Linked DNA regions of Mus musculus: region 1 is linked to region 2. Evidence: chromatin contacts called from public promoter capture Hi-C data. All regions are on one chromosome and are shown on one strand. The core of a region is the stretch at or near the end of the contact, and the rest is flanking DNA. Distances in the headings are between cores, read along the strand shown.

Evidence for each region. Capture Hi-C pulls out chosen DNA fragments and counts their contacts.
Region 1: a contact with region 2 is called in a promoter capture Hi-C map of liver. A contact is called at or near these places in 1 of 39 promoter capture datasets (macrophages), 3 of 484 Hi-C or Micro-C datasets (forebrain, nephron progenitors and uterus), 5 of 130 datasets of targeted methods (the 230-238 cell line, bone marrow-derived macrophages, embryonic stem cells and 1 more) and 3 of 9 other capture datasets (adipose tissue, liver and pancreatic islet).

The regions. Positions count from the first base shown.
Region 1 is chr19:30,027,086-30,033,462 of GRCm38.p6, reverse strand. Uhrf2 (ubiquitin-like, containing PHD and RING finger domains 2) reads right to left here and starts at 2,950. Exons shown (of 16, transcript NM_144873.2): 1 at 2,532-2,950. The coding sequence starts at 2,684.
Region 2 is chr19:29,923,388-29,929,120 of GRCm38.p6, reverse strand. It overlaps Il33 (interleukin 33), which reads right to left and starts at 4,008. Exons shown (of 8, transcript NM_133775.3): 1 at 3,960-4,008. It overlaps Gm41832 (a long non-coding RNA gene), which reads left to right and starts at 2,077. Exons shown (of 5, transcript XR_877808.2): 1 at 2,077-3,145.

The DNA.
Region 1 (6,377 bases), core at 1,701-4,200, 110 kb before region 2:
CGGAAGAAAGAGAAATGGTTGCGACGTTGTCAGAACACACTAGTGAATATTGACTGCATTAAGGAAGAAATTCCAGGAAGTAGAAAGGTCTGCACCAAAGATGCAAAGAAAGCCAAAGGGGAAACAAATGAAGTGTCAGAGGCCAGAAAAAGCCAGGGGAAGTCACTGCCAGAACTCAGGGTAGAGTAGAGGCACTGAAGCTGTGTCATTTGTCACATGATAGAAATAAATAACACACATTTTTTTAAAAAATAGACAAATACTTTCATTTTTTTACTCCATGTGAAAACAAAGAATTTATAGAGTATCAAATGTTTAGTTTTTCTTCCAATATGGTTCATATTCCACATCTACATTCTACTTGACTATCCCAATATTGATGACAAGAGAAGGCAGGGAAAACTGGAATTCTTTTATAGTCTCAGGAGCTCTACATTCTAAGAGTTAAAGATCAAAGCCCGGTGTGTGGTATGTAAGATCATGTCTAGCTGAAGAGATGGCTCAGTGGTTAAGAGCACAGGCTACTTTTCCAGGGGACAAGGTTGATTCCCAGCGCCCACAGTTATCTCAAACTCCAGTTCCAGGAGGTCTGATGTCCTAAAGTCCTCTTCCAGTCTTTGTAGCAACCAGACATGCATATGGTACAAAGACATCATGTGGGCAAAGCAACCATACACACTGAAAGAAAAAAACGTAGACTTCCTTGCACTGCTTTTCAAACCTCACCCTGTTTTATAACATTATGACAATAAAGCATATGAAAAAGAACACCTCTTTTCTATTAAACATAAACTCACTTTACAGGAAACGGCTAGCCCTCTCTCTGGTACCAACTTAACTATCTGCCTGCTAAAGACTTGCTTTGCTATCTCCATCATCTGGAGAACATCAAGACAAAAGGAGATAGGAACTACGCCCTGGCTAGTTATCATTCACAAGAAAGTCAACGGTTTTCCTTTTCTGGTGTTCAAGTCAAAGGCTGGCACTGGAATTCTCTTTTTTATCCTTAATGGTTATTGGGCTGTGGAGAGAGAAGTAGTGAATCACTAACAATGGGGGGAGGGGTTGGCCACTAGGGTTTCTCTACCCCCAACCAGGAACCATTTTCTGATTATTAGTGTAAGTCTATTTCATAAGTCATCTTTCATTTCTATTTCTTGTATTGGAGTCGCCCAACTATTCTAGGAGTCAATGTACAATATTATTACTATTTGTATAGCTTTCACTGATAGCCAAAAGGAAAAGATAATAGCCACTTGAGGCACAGCAATACAATGCTACAAAGTATTTAATAGGTATGACTGTTTAAAAACCAACTTTCCAGACAAGTAAACTCTTTACTGGTCAAACACTCAAGAAACAATATAGTGGATACAACAAGAGCAGAAAGTGCTACAGGTTTTCTGTCAGAGGCCTTCCAAACACTTTACCAAAACCCTGGCTTTTTCTTGCCGGTTGTATAATCTGTTACTTAGAAAATTTTGACCAGTCTGAGAAGTTGTAAATCTGTAAAGGGAACAAAAATATTCCTTCTAAACCCTTTGTGGCTTATAGGCTACTTCCATCGAATCAGAGAGAACTGCACTTAATTCAAAACTCAGGACTGGAGCCAAACTGTGGTCAACTGACTGCAGGATGCCAACTTTTTTAGTGGACTAAAGACAAAGGCAAGAAAAACAATGTGGGTCTGGGTGTCTAATCATAAGACTCTGAGACTTACTGGATAGGAAACGTCTTAGCCTCATCAGGCAGAGCCTTACTTAAAATTAACGGAGATGCCCACAAGCACCCTTGTGGCCCAACACAACTTTCTGGCTTTTTTTGAATTACTGCTGATTATGCTGAAAGGTTTGAGTTGAAAGCCCGAACTTAGGGGACACACAAAGATGAGAGGTAAAGTTTATGGGGAAATAATCTGTCCGTATATTCAACAGACTTAAACCCGACTTCAGGTTACAAACATCGTTCCTTAAATTAGAGGTCTCTGATCTTTTACAGAACAAATCCCCAGTCTGAGACTGACGACAAGGAAGGAGGGGCACGCATTCTACCACCGTTCCGATGTTCAGTGTTCAAATCCTTCTAGTGAGGAAACAGGGATAAGGTGCTTCCCTTTCCACGTCGCATCTAGGAGCCGGGGGCACGGAAAAGAAGCAAGTCCTTAGAGGAGTCGGAGACGGCGCTGCGAATAAAGCCAGCTCGTCCCTCCCGCGCCCCGGCATGGCTGCCGGAGCCTGTTGCCTTTCCAGGCTCCGATCCCCCCCCCCCCCAAAGGCGGGAAGAGGATCCCCCAGGACCCTCGGAGGCTATGTCCGTGGCCGCTGCCAGCGACAACACCGCGTCCCGCACCTTCCGACCCGCTAGGCGCGCTTGGGGGGAGGGGGGGGGCAGCCGCAGGCCCGAGCTCCAGGCCCCGCATCCCGCGCCCCGCCAGCGGCCCATCCCGAGCACAGCGGGGCGCAGCCCTGGACACCCAGCCTCGTCCCGGGGCGCCGGCTGCTCGCGCCCGGGCTCCCCGCGGGGCGCCTCACCTGCTTGCCCCGGTAGAACAGGCGCTGGCACTCGGGCCTTACATCGAAGAGCGCCCAGACCCGCTCGCGCAGCTCCTCGATGGTGGCTTTGCGAGAAACGTCCTCGATGGTGCGCGTCTGGGAGCCGTCGATGGTGCGGACCTGGATCCACATCGCGGCGGCACGGGGACAGGGGACCAAGCCCCTTTGTCTGGCCCTGCGCTCGGGCCGCCGCGCCGCGCCCCGCCCGGTCCCCGCCGCCTCCCCGGGAGGATCCGGTTCTCTGCGGCGGCGACTCGGCGAACGCGGGTGCGGGCGAGGACTGACGCTCTTAGACCGCGCGACCGCCCGCCCGCCCCTCCTCGGTGGAAGGAAACCGGAACCCGCCCGAGGTGCGAGCGCAGCCCGCGCCTCACAAATAGGAAGGAGCCATGGCTCGGCGGCGCGCACTGTTTACTTATAGAGATGCAGCTCCCACATGGAGGTCACGGCGCCAACCCGGATCTCGCGAGATCCACGCGGGGCTCCGCCCCACGCACAGCCTGGGGGGCGCTAATATGGGAGGGGGCGGGGCCTCCAGAGCCGTTACTCGGAGGAGGGCGGGGTTGGGCAGGCTCGCCGAGGCCAGCTCGCCCTGTGCCCTCGTTGTCGTTGGTCACCTCGCAGTCTCCTGAGGCCTAGACTCCATGGTCTCAAAAACGCACGAACAATAGCTAGCCGTGCTGCGCGCTGGCGTGAGCAAGAAATGGGGATGCAGCCTACGTTCCCGAGACTTCACACCAGGGTGTGCGCCCGCCACGCGGCCTCTCCCGGGGCGCGTCGGCTTGATGGACGTGCTTCCCGCCGAGGAAACCCGCTTCCGGGAGGCCCCAGGGCAGAGGCCTCGCACCCACGTTTCCCGACCGGAGAGCCGGAGCGGGAGCTGGACCTGACCGAGTGGGCCTTCTGCGCTAAGGGCGCCTTTAGCCGCAGGGATCCTGGCTTTGCAGGACTGTACACCTCCGATCCAAAAATCCGGAGATCCCAGGGCGGGATACGGCCCCCACACTCAGGGGACCCATCCAAAAATGGAAGACTTAAGAGAGAAAGCAAAGCAAACGCATTATCTTACATTCACCGGTATCCGTAATGTCAGTACTAATCATTCCCATGAGGATAAGAGGCACAACTTTGTAACAACCAAATTGATTAGTCAAGATGGCCTAAATGGAAATACAGGAAGAGTGAAATGTGCGTCAGCTCGAGATATGAATATATATATATATACCTAGAGCCTCTAAGTTACCTCGACAGCTTCCTAGTTAACTAAAACATTTAGTTGATAAGGCAACAGATACATCTGAGAACATCTAATCTGACCCATGAAGGGATCAACTATTTGTTGTTACAAGGATATGCTAGGGTCTCGGGCTGTTATTCGTGGTGCACTGCCAACGGTGTGCTGCAGTCTGAAGCCTTGAGTCTTGGGCTCACGGGTTGGGACGCGCGAGAATTGCAGTCTTTCTGTTTAACTGTGATCTTGAACAAACTGCTTCAATTTCCTCCAGGTAAAATAGTGCTCATAAACACCGAGGGAATGTTAGCTTCCTTGCCACTCCCTTAGTAGCACACAAGAAGGTATTTTAGAGCTTTTGTTATTAAGAGAATTTAGATAAACTGGGAATATTCAAAGAAGATAGGGTGCTTAAGCAAAGACTGGGAGTGCATTTTCACACATCAGAAGACACTACACTTCTGAGAGAGGTTGACTAAATAATGAAGGGCAAGTGTGAACATTAGCATTCAAAGACTTTTGTAGGCCTCCCGGGGAAACCTGGGCTTTTTGAAATGTGCATTGATGTGTTTAAGTATTTAGAATGACAATAGAACAGAGTGCGGAAGGAGGCCTTAGGGAAAAAAGCAAGCTGTGGGAAGGTGAGAGAGGCTGAAATTTAGCCAAGAGCCAACTGTTGTCCATTTTGGAAAAATTAGAGATAGTGAGAAGAATAAATTGTTGAGTGTTCTAGGAAACCCAGCTCCTGAAAGTTGTAGAATTTGTGAATGTGAAAAGGGAAGAAAATGGAATGAGTTCCATTTGAGTTGTGTGGCATTTGAAATATATCTCAAATGTGCCTACAGTGGAGATGCCTGGTAGTTGAAAAGAACTGTCTAAGAGAGTGAAGGGAAGAAGGAGTTTCTGAGAGGAGGAAAGTCTTTTGGCTTGATAGAGATGCCTACATTTTGGCGAATAGAGAAATAGGTGGGGGGGGCTGGTGAGATGGCTCAGTGGATAAGAGCACCCGACTGCTCTTCCGAAGGTCCGAAGTTCAAATCCCAGCAACCACATGGTGGCTCACAACCACCCGTAATGAGATCTGATGCCCTCTTCTGGTGTGTCTGAAGACAGCTACAATGTACTTACATATAATAAATAAATAAATCTTAAAAAAAAAAGAGAGAGAGAGAAATAGGTGGTACGGATAGGGAAGAGAATAAGGGGATATTGGGTGGGAAGTTATAACCTGAAGAGTTGACCATGTCAGCTGGGGGGGGGGGGGCGGGCGGGGTTTGAACATTTACCGTTTGCTCATATGTTACATTTTTATATGCTTACAATTCCACAGTTAGAGATCCTCTTAAGAAAAAGTAGGGGTTTATCTTCTGCCTATTGCTGGTATAAATGAAAGTATCAATCACTTCCCTGTTCTTAGGGCTGATCTGCACAGAGATGCCACAAAGGATGTTTCTGCTGCTCTCTTAGAGATTAATCAGGAAGAAAGCCCAGTGTAAGACTTTGGTCTGGTTAAAGGCTTTTGTTGTTATTGTTCTTTGGTCTTCATTCTTTCTTGCTTATTTGAAAATCTCATGTAACCCTGACTGTTCTCAAATCCATTGCATCATGCTAGGATTGTATCCAATTTCATATCCTCCCATTATGTGAGAACAATAAACTTTTTTTTTAAGACACCACTCACATGTCTACCTCTCTGTCATAGGTTAGTTGTGTTCAAAACAGCAAGGTTCCCAGGTCTTGCTCTCTTCTAACATGGATAGCAGCCATATTGGATTAGGACCCATCCTAACAACTTTATGTAACCTTGTCTCATTAAAGCCTCTATCTCCATACATTGTCATACGAGGAGCTAGATTTCAAAACATTAATTTTAATATGCCGTGGGACATAAATTGTGGGACGTAAAATCATGCCAGGAAGTTTGGTAAAGTAGAGCAGGCTGAAACCTGGAGACTCGGGTTGGGGGTGGGAGGGGGCGACACACCTGAGATTTAGGCGACTTCCTGCTCCCTGTCAGACTCCTGGGCTGGAGCATGTGCCATGCTTCTCACATAAAAGAAATGAGTCCTAAGGTCGCATAGGCTCCAAACAGAGTTCTCCATGCTAATGAGGTACCTAGAGGCCCTGAGGGCTTAGCCAATAAGCTTCCCTTCCTGGATATTCCTCTCTGCAAAAGGTATTTAATCTCAGGCCTACCCTGAAAAGTGGTAAATGCATTATGGTACATTATGCATCCATTTTCCACCATGAACAAGCAATAAAGTGTTTGGAACCATGACCGTCTCTTGTCAAATCTGCCATGAGGAACCTGGGGAAGGCCTTTGTCTACAGAGCTGCAGCTTTATTCTCGCCATAGAAGGTTTCTTTGCGCTCCTAGCCACTATCTCCACCAAGACTGCCACTGCTAAACGAAGTACAATCACCCACGGGGACAAGCCAGGGCTCCCCTCCCCACTTCCCTTATCTCCCCCTCACTAGACACTGCCCCCCCATCCCCAGCCAGTGAGTCCCCAACTCCATTTTCTGATCTTCTGCGATTTCCAGCAGCTCCTGGATGTCCAAGAGTCTGAGAACCCCATGGCCCTGGCCTCATC
Region 2 (5,733 bases), core at 2,759-5,258:
ATATGTGCCTTCCTCAAAGTGGATTTGCTTTTGTTTTGAGGCAGGCAGGCTCTCATGGAGTCCTGGCTGGCCTAGAACTTGCTTTCTACATAGACCTGGGAAGAACGCACAGAGACCTGCCTGCCTCTGTCTCTCCAGTGCTTTGATGATAGCCGTGCTCCACCACCACTAGCTACAAAATATTTTTGAATATGGTTGGTGCATAGAAGATAACAGAAGATACAACCCAGAAAGGAGAAACCCGGACTAACACATTCACAGCTGAGGAAGTCCCTGTTTGGTTGGGATAAGCTCCAAGAGAAAAAAAAGCAGCTAAAAGCTCATCTTCTCATATTGGTGGGGGTGGGGGTAGGGGTGGGGGGAGAAGAACCCTGTGTGGTTGTCAAGCCTGCCTGTTATACTAGCATTTGGGAGGCTGAGAGGCTGGAGGATTGTCATGAGTTCAAGGCTAGCCTGAGGGGTTCTAGGCTAGCCTGGGCTACACTGCCTTGTCTCAAAAAACCCCCAAACTTTCTTTAACTAGGGAAAGAGATAGGGAGCTGTCAAGAAAGCTCAGCTGGTTAAAGCATTTACTGTGCAAATCCAAGGAGCCCAGTTAAAGGTGGAAGGAGAGAAAAGACTCTACAGAGCTGTCCTGTGACCTCTGCCCCAACACACTTATGCACATGCCCAGGCACACACAGGTACCCATGAGTGCATGCACACAGGTAAGTGAGCTAAGGAAAACATAACCTGACTAAATATAATCTCGTAAATATCTGTCATTCACAAGCCAGCAAGCTAACAGCGGTTGAGACGAGCAGAATAGCCTTACAGAGCAGTGAAGGTCGGTTAAACTCCTCCCCGAGACGTCACGTCTCTATTAGGACTCCGGGAATTGATGAGCAGAGCATTCTTCTGATGAATTCTTTTTTTATTATTATTGCATTCTCAGATGGACTCAAACTGCTAAGGAATTTTTTTTTTAAAAAAAGAAATTCATTTGATTTATGAGGTGTTCAAAGTGGAAGGGAGTTAGACATAACCAGTCAAGCACCTAGCCAAGTTTGTGGGTGGGTCCTTCTTGTTCATAGCAACAGCAATCATGAGAGAAACAGAGAAGAGGCAGTAGCTGGTGGGAATCTCTCACTGAGGTAACAGTGGGTTCAGCCCTGGCCAAAGAAGTGGAGGAGTATAGTGTCTTCTCACTAATATTTTGCATTTGAAAATGACGGGAAGTTTGAATCAAAAGTGTTTCTTCTCAGAGAGGCATAAAGACATTAATGCCATTGGGATAGAAGTTTGCTTGCTTCTTTGTCTTCTGTTGTTTCTTAACGAAACTGAGCCTTGGATTTTAATCCCTGACCCGAAATGTATCAACTTTACCACTTATTATGATAGGAACAACCTTTCTGAATCTCATTTTCTTGGTCTCACAAACGGAGACGGTAACATTTGTGTCACGGGGGTGGCAAGAACAGGGTCACTGGAGAGGGACATGTCATGTTCAGTAGCCAGTCAGAGATGGAATTTGACCGTAACCTCCGACAGTCACTTCCGACTTGTGGAGTCAGTCACAGACCTTCTCTTGAATAGGGTTTTAATGATTGTTTATTTGATAGTTTTGTGTCACATTTCATATAAGAGGGGGCAAAAATCAGGCTCAGGAATGCTGGGTATGATACAGATTTGCATAGCTGATAAATAATAGCTAGATAATGGATTTGAAGCTGCCACTAAAACCTGTGTTGTTTTTTTGTTTGTTTGTTTGTTTGGTTTGGTTTTTTTTTTTTTTTTTGTCTATTGCACTAAATCATGTGTTTCCTCTAAATGAAAAGAAAAACAACCCATCAGGGGTATAATCTACTGGTGGCAAAAGTAGTATTGTCAGGAGTCGGCAGCAAGGGAAATGTTCTCCAAACTCCCCATGCCCTTTGGTCTCCTCTCATCCAGAGGTCTGCCTGCCCTGTAAGGACTGTTCCCTTAGACGCGCCTGTTGCAGCCTGGAGAGACAGTTCAGTGGAAGCATGCTTATCTAGTATGTCCAAAGCCTTGGGTTTGAGTCACAGCACCATAAAACAACAACAACAACAACAACAACAACAAAGTTCTTTTGCACCCAGACATCGACACCTGAGAAACGGCAAGGAAACGCTGAGATAAGAGATCCTACCACGACCCTGAAGCCTTTGACCCAACCATCATTTTTCATTGCTCCACAGAATTACAGTTCTACCATTTGAGGAGTTCGTATTTGACCTTGCAGTATCTAACTGTCCCTTCTGCAAATTGAGGCTCAAAGGGGGAAGTCTGTCCCCTAACCTTGTACGTACAATGTTTGCAAACGTGTCAACTGTTACAATGCATTGATTTTTGCCAAAGTCAGACTCATGTAAAACACAAGACAGAAAACACATGATCAGACTCCCTTAGCATAAACGTTCCCGAGCACATATTTATTCCCTCCCAGCACTGTGTTTCTGTGGTGTCTCCTTCCAGTGATTTAATTTATGGATAGAGCATTAACAATACTCCCATTCCCAGAAGCTGCTCACGAAGTTCTTTTCCTGTGTCCCTTGGCAGACCCCGTGGTAGCAGTCCTAATCTGTCACCTTTTTATCTACTCCCAACCCTCTCTCGACCCATACATGAAAGTTAAAGCTCACCATGGAATTATTTTCTGTGTAAATGTGAAGTACACACTGTAAACAGTGATCCAAAGAAATAGCATCTAGGTGCCAGAGGAAGTCAGAAGTTACTGCTGCTCACAGTTGCATGGGAGATCCCAGAACCTCTCAGAGAAGAACGGAGAAAACGTGAAACTTGAGCCAGGCGGGCGGGCAACAGTGCAAGCTACGCAGGCATGCTTAACTGTTTAAGGATACTCTTCCTGTGTGACAAGGCTCAGGGGCCCCTAACTCTGAGAAACCAGAGGATGCTGAGATGTTTGGAACACAGAGCTGTGTGTCATCCGGGAGGAAATCAGAAGAGGAGCAACAAGGATTTGAAAGACAAAAGTGAAAAACAGTTTTCCGGGATGCTGGACCCAGTGGTGGACCACAGTAGCAAGCAAGGATGACTTGAGGAAGCAGACACAGGTGGAAAGCAGACTGGGAAGACAGACAGCCAGATGCAGTCTCTGGCTCCTGCGTGACCACAGTATAAGGTATTTCATGCTGTGTTCTTTACTAAAATATCTGAAGCACATGCATGCAGTTAGAGTAGTGGGTCTCAATCAGTGGATGGAGACCCCATTGGGAGTCACAGGGATTTATATCAGATATCCTGCATATCAGATATCCTGCATATCAGATATCCTGCATATCAGATATCCTGCATTTCAGATGTTTACATTACCACTCATAACAGTAGCAAAACTTTCGGTTATGAAGTAGCAATGAAATAATTTTCTGGTCTAGGGTCACCAGCGCATGAAGATCTATTGAAGAGTCACAGCATTAGGAAGGTTGAGAACCACTGACATACAGAGGAGAGGAAAATATGAGGAAGAAAAATTGCCAGGAGCATAAAGGACCAGCAGCCTTCAGAACAAAGTTTCTCAAGTGAATAGAATCACAATTGAGTTTTAAAATTTTTTTTATCCATTTAGACAGTTGATTCCTTATTTTTTCCAGAAATGCTCTGTACTCAGTTCTTCTGTGTCCCTTTTTTTACTGACAGCCACTTGCAGAGAGTTGCTGAGCATTAACGGAGGAAGTCAGATTACCATCTTGCTTTGTAAAGTTTCACGGCGGTGTAGATTTAAAGGCTAACACTGTCTACATCATGCAATTTATTAATAATTTTAAACATCACCCAGATGAAAGCAAATGTCATCATGAGTTAGTAGCAATGACAACAAACCAGCCTAGTGATTTATTTCTCAGAAATAAGAAGGGAGGGGTGCTCCACAGGTCCTAAGATTTTTTTTCTTTGCAAAACCCACTAGACATTTCCCTCGGTTTTGGTCTCAGTCTTACCTCGATGATTCTGCCGTGATTTCTCCCTTCTGCAGCTGCAGTTCCTCTTCCTCGCAGAGCGCCTTGGGCTTTTTATTCCCCAGAACTTGGCAGAGAACCAAACAGTCTAGGAAGAGAGCTGTGGGAGGCAGGATCGGGGCCAACTTTTCTCACTTCTTTGCAATAAGCTAATAGCATTCCTGCCAATGTTACTGTTATCGTTCTGTAAACATCTAAGACTGATTTATGCCTCCCCTCTACCTTTCCTTTATATCTTGATTTTTTATGTGTGTTGGGGGTGAGTGGTAGTGAAGGATGAGGTCTTGCTATGTAGCCTAGGCTGGCCTCTTAATTCATGATCTTCTTGCCTTAGCCTCCAGGGCTGGGGCTGCCGTCTGTTGACACCTGACAGGGCTGGTCAGCGCACCTGTTCTCCTCCTCTGTCTTGGTTGTAAATTTTAACTTCCAAATGATGGATTTTGTGGCCCCTTTCCTCCCAGACTCATAGCAGAATTAGCTCACATACAGCCCTCCCCCATCGTCATGTCCCAGCTCCTCTGCCCCTCACCTTCACAGTTGGGCTCATGGTAAGTTAAACTCCCAAGCCTGACCTTCAGCATTCCTTTATGGACAGTCTTCTGGTTTTTTATTTCACTTTCACCCCTGGCTTATTTTGCAACCTTCATGAAGATGTCACTTTTTTTTTCTTTCAATTTCTTTTATAATAAAATCGTTCCCTGTGGCACATCAGAAATAGGGAGCTTATCTACAGATAGAAACTCTCAGAGCTCCATGTACCTCAACATAGCTGACCTGCCTCCCTACTCTGACCACAGAACAATTAACCTACTAAATGATTGATGATGATAAAGGAAAGGAAACACTAGTGGTTTGAAGAGTCCACATGAGGAAATAAGAAACAAAAATCCTTTAGGAGAACTAGACTAAGGTACTTCATATGATGTAAAGTCACCACCAGGACAATAAAAATCTGTAGTTCCCACATAGACCAAACAAGGTAGCTTGAAGAAAAAAAAATAATAAAGACATGCTTCTAGGGATAAGTAGCATTTGCCTTCTTGCATAGAAACTTCATTGCAACAAGACTGATGTGGAGTTGAAACAGAGCCAACTTCCTTGCCCTTTCCAAAGGACCAATGCTCCTTCCCCTTAGCCACTAAGCAGCATCAGAAACAGATCCCTAGAGACAGGCAGCCAGAGCCAGACTGGATGGACTCGGGGGAATGTGCACTGTACGGTGGCAAGTGGAGGGCGGCATGTCTTAAGAGAGGAACAGGAATACCTGTCGAGATGTGATTGGGTTGAGAGAACAGAGCGGGGAGAAGCTAAGAGACAGATTGAGGCCATTCACAGAGTGACTACCCTCCCCACGTGGTAGGAAGAGTAAGTTACATGTCCCATAACTCAATTTTAAAATGAAAATGTCAGTGCGCTTGCGACAATCCTTTTTTTTTTCAGTAGTATGGATTATTTTTTTATTAGATATTTTCTTTATTTACATTTTAAATGTTATCCTCTTTCCTAGTTTCCCTTCTGAAAATCCCCTATCCCCTTTCCCTGCTCCCCAATCCACCCACTCCCATTCCTGGCCCTGGCATTCCCCTATACTGGGGCATAGAACCTTCACAGGACCAAGGGCCTCTCCTCCCATTGATGACCGACTAGGCCATTCTCTGCTACATATGCAGCTAGAGTCACAAATCCCTTCGTGTGTTTTCTTTGGTTGGTGGTTTAGTCCCAAGGAGCTCTGGGGGTACTGGTTAGTTCATATTGA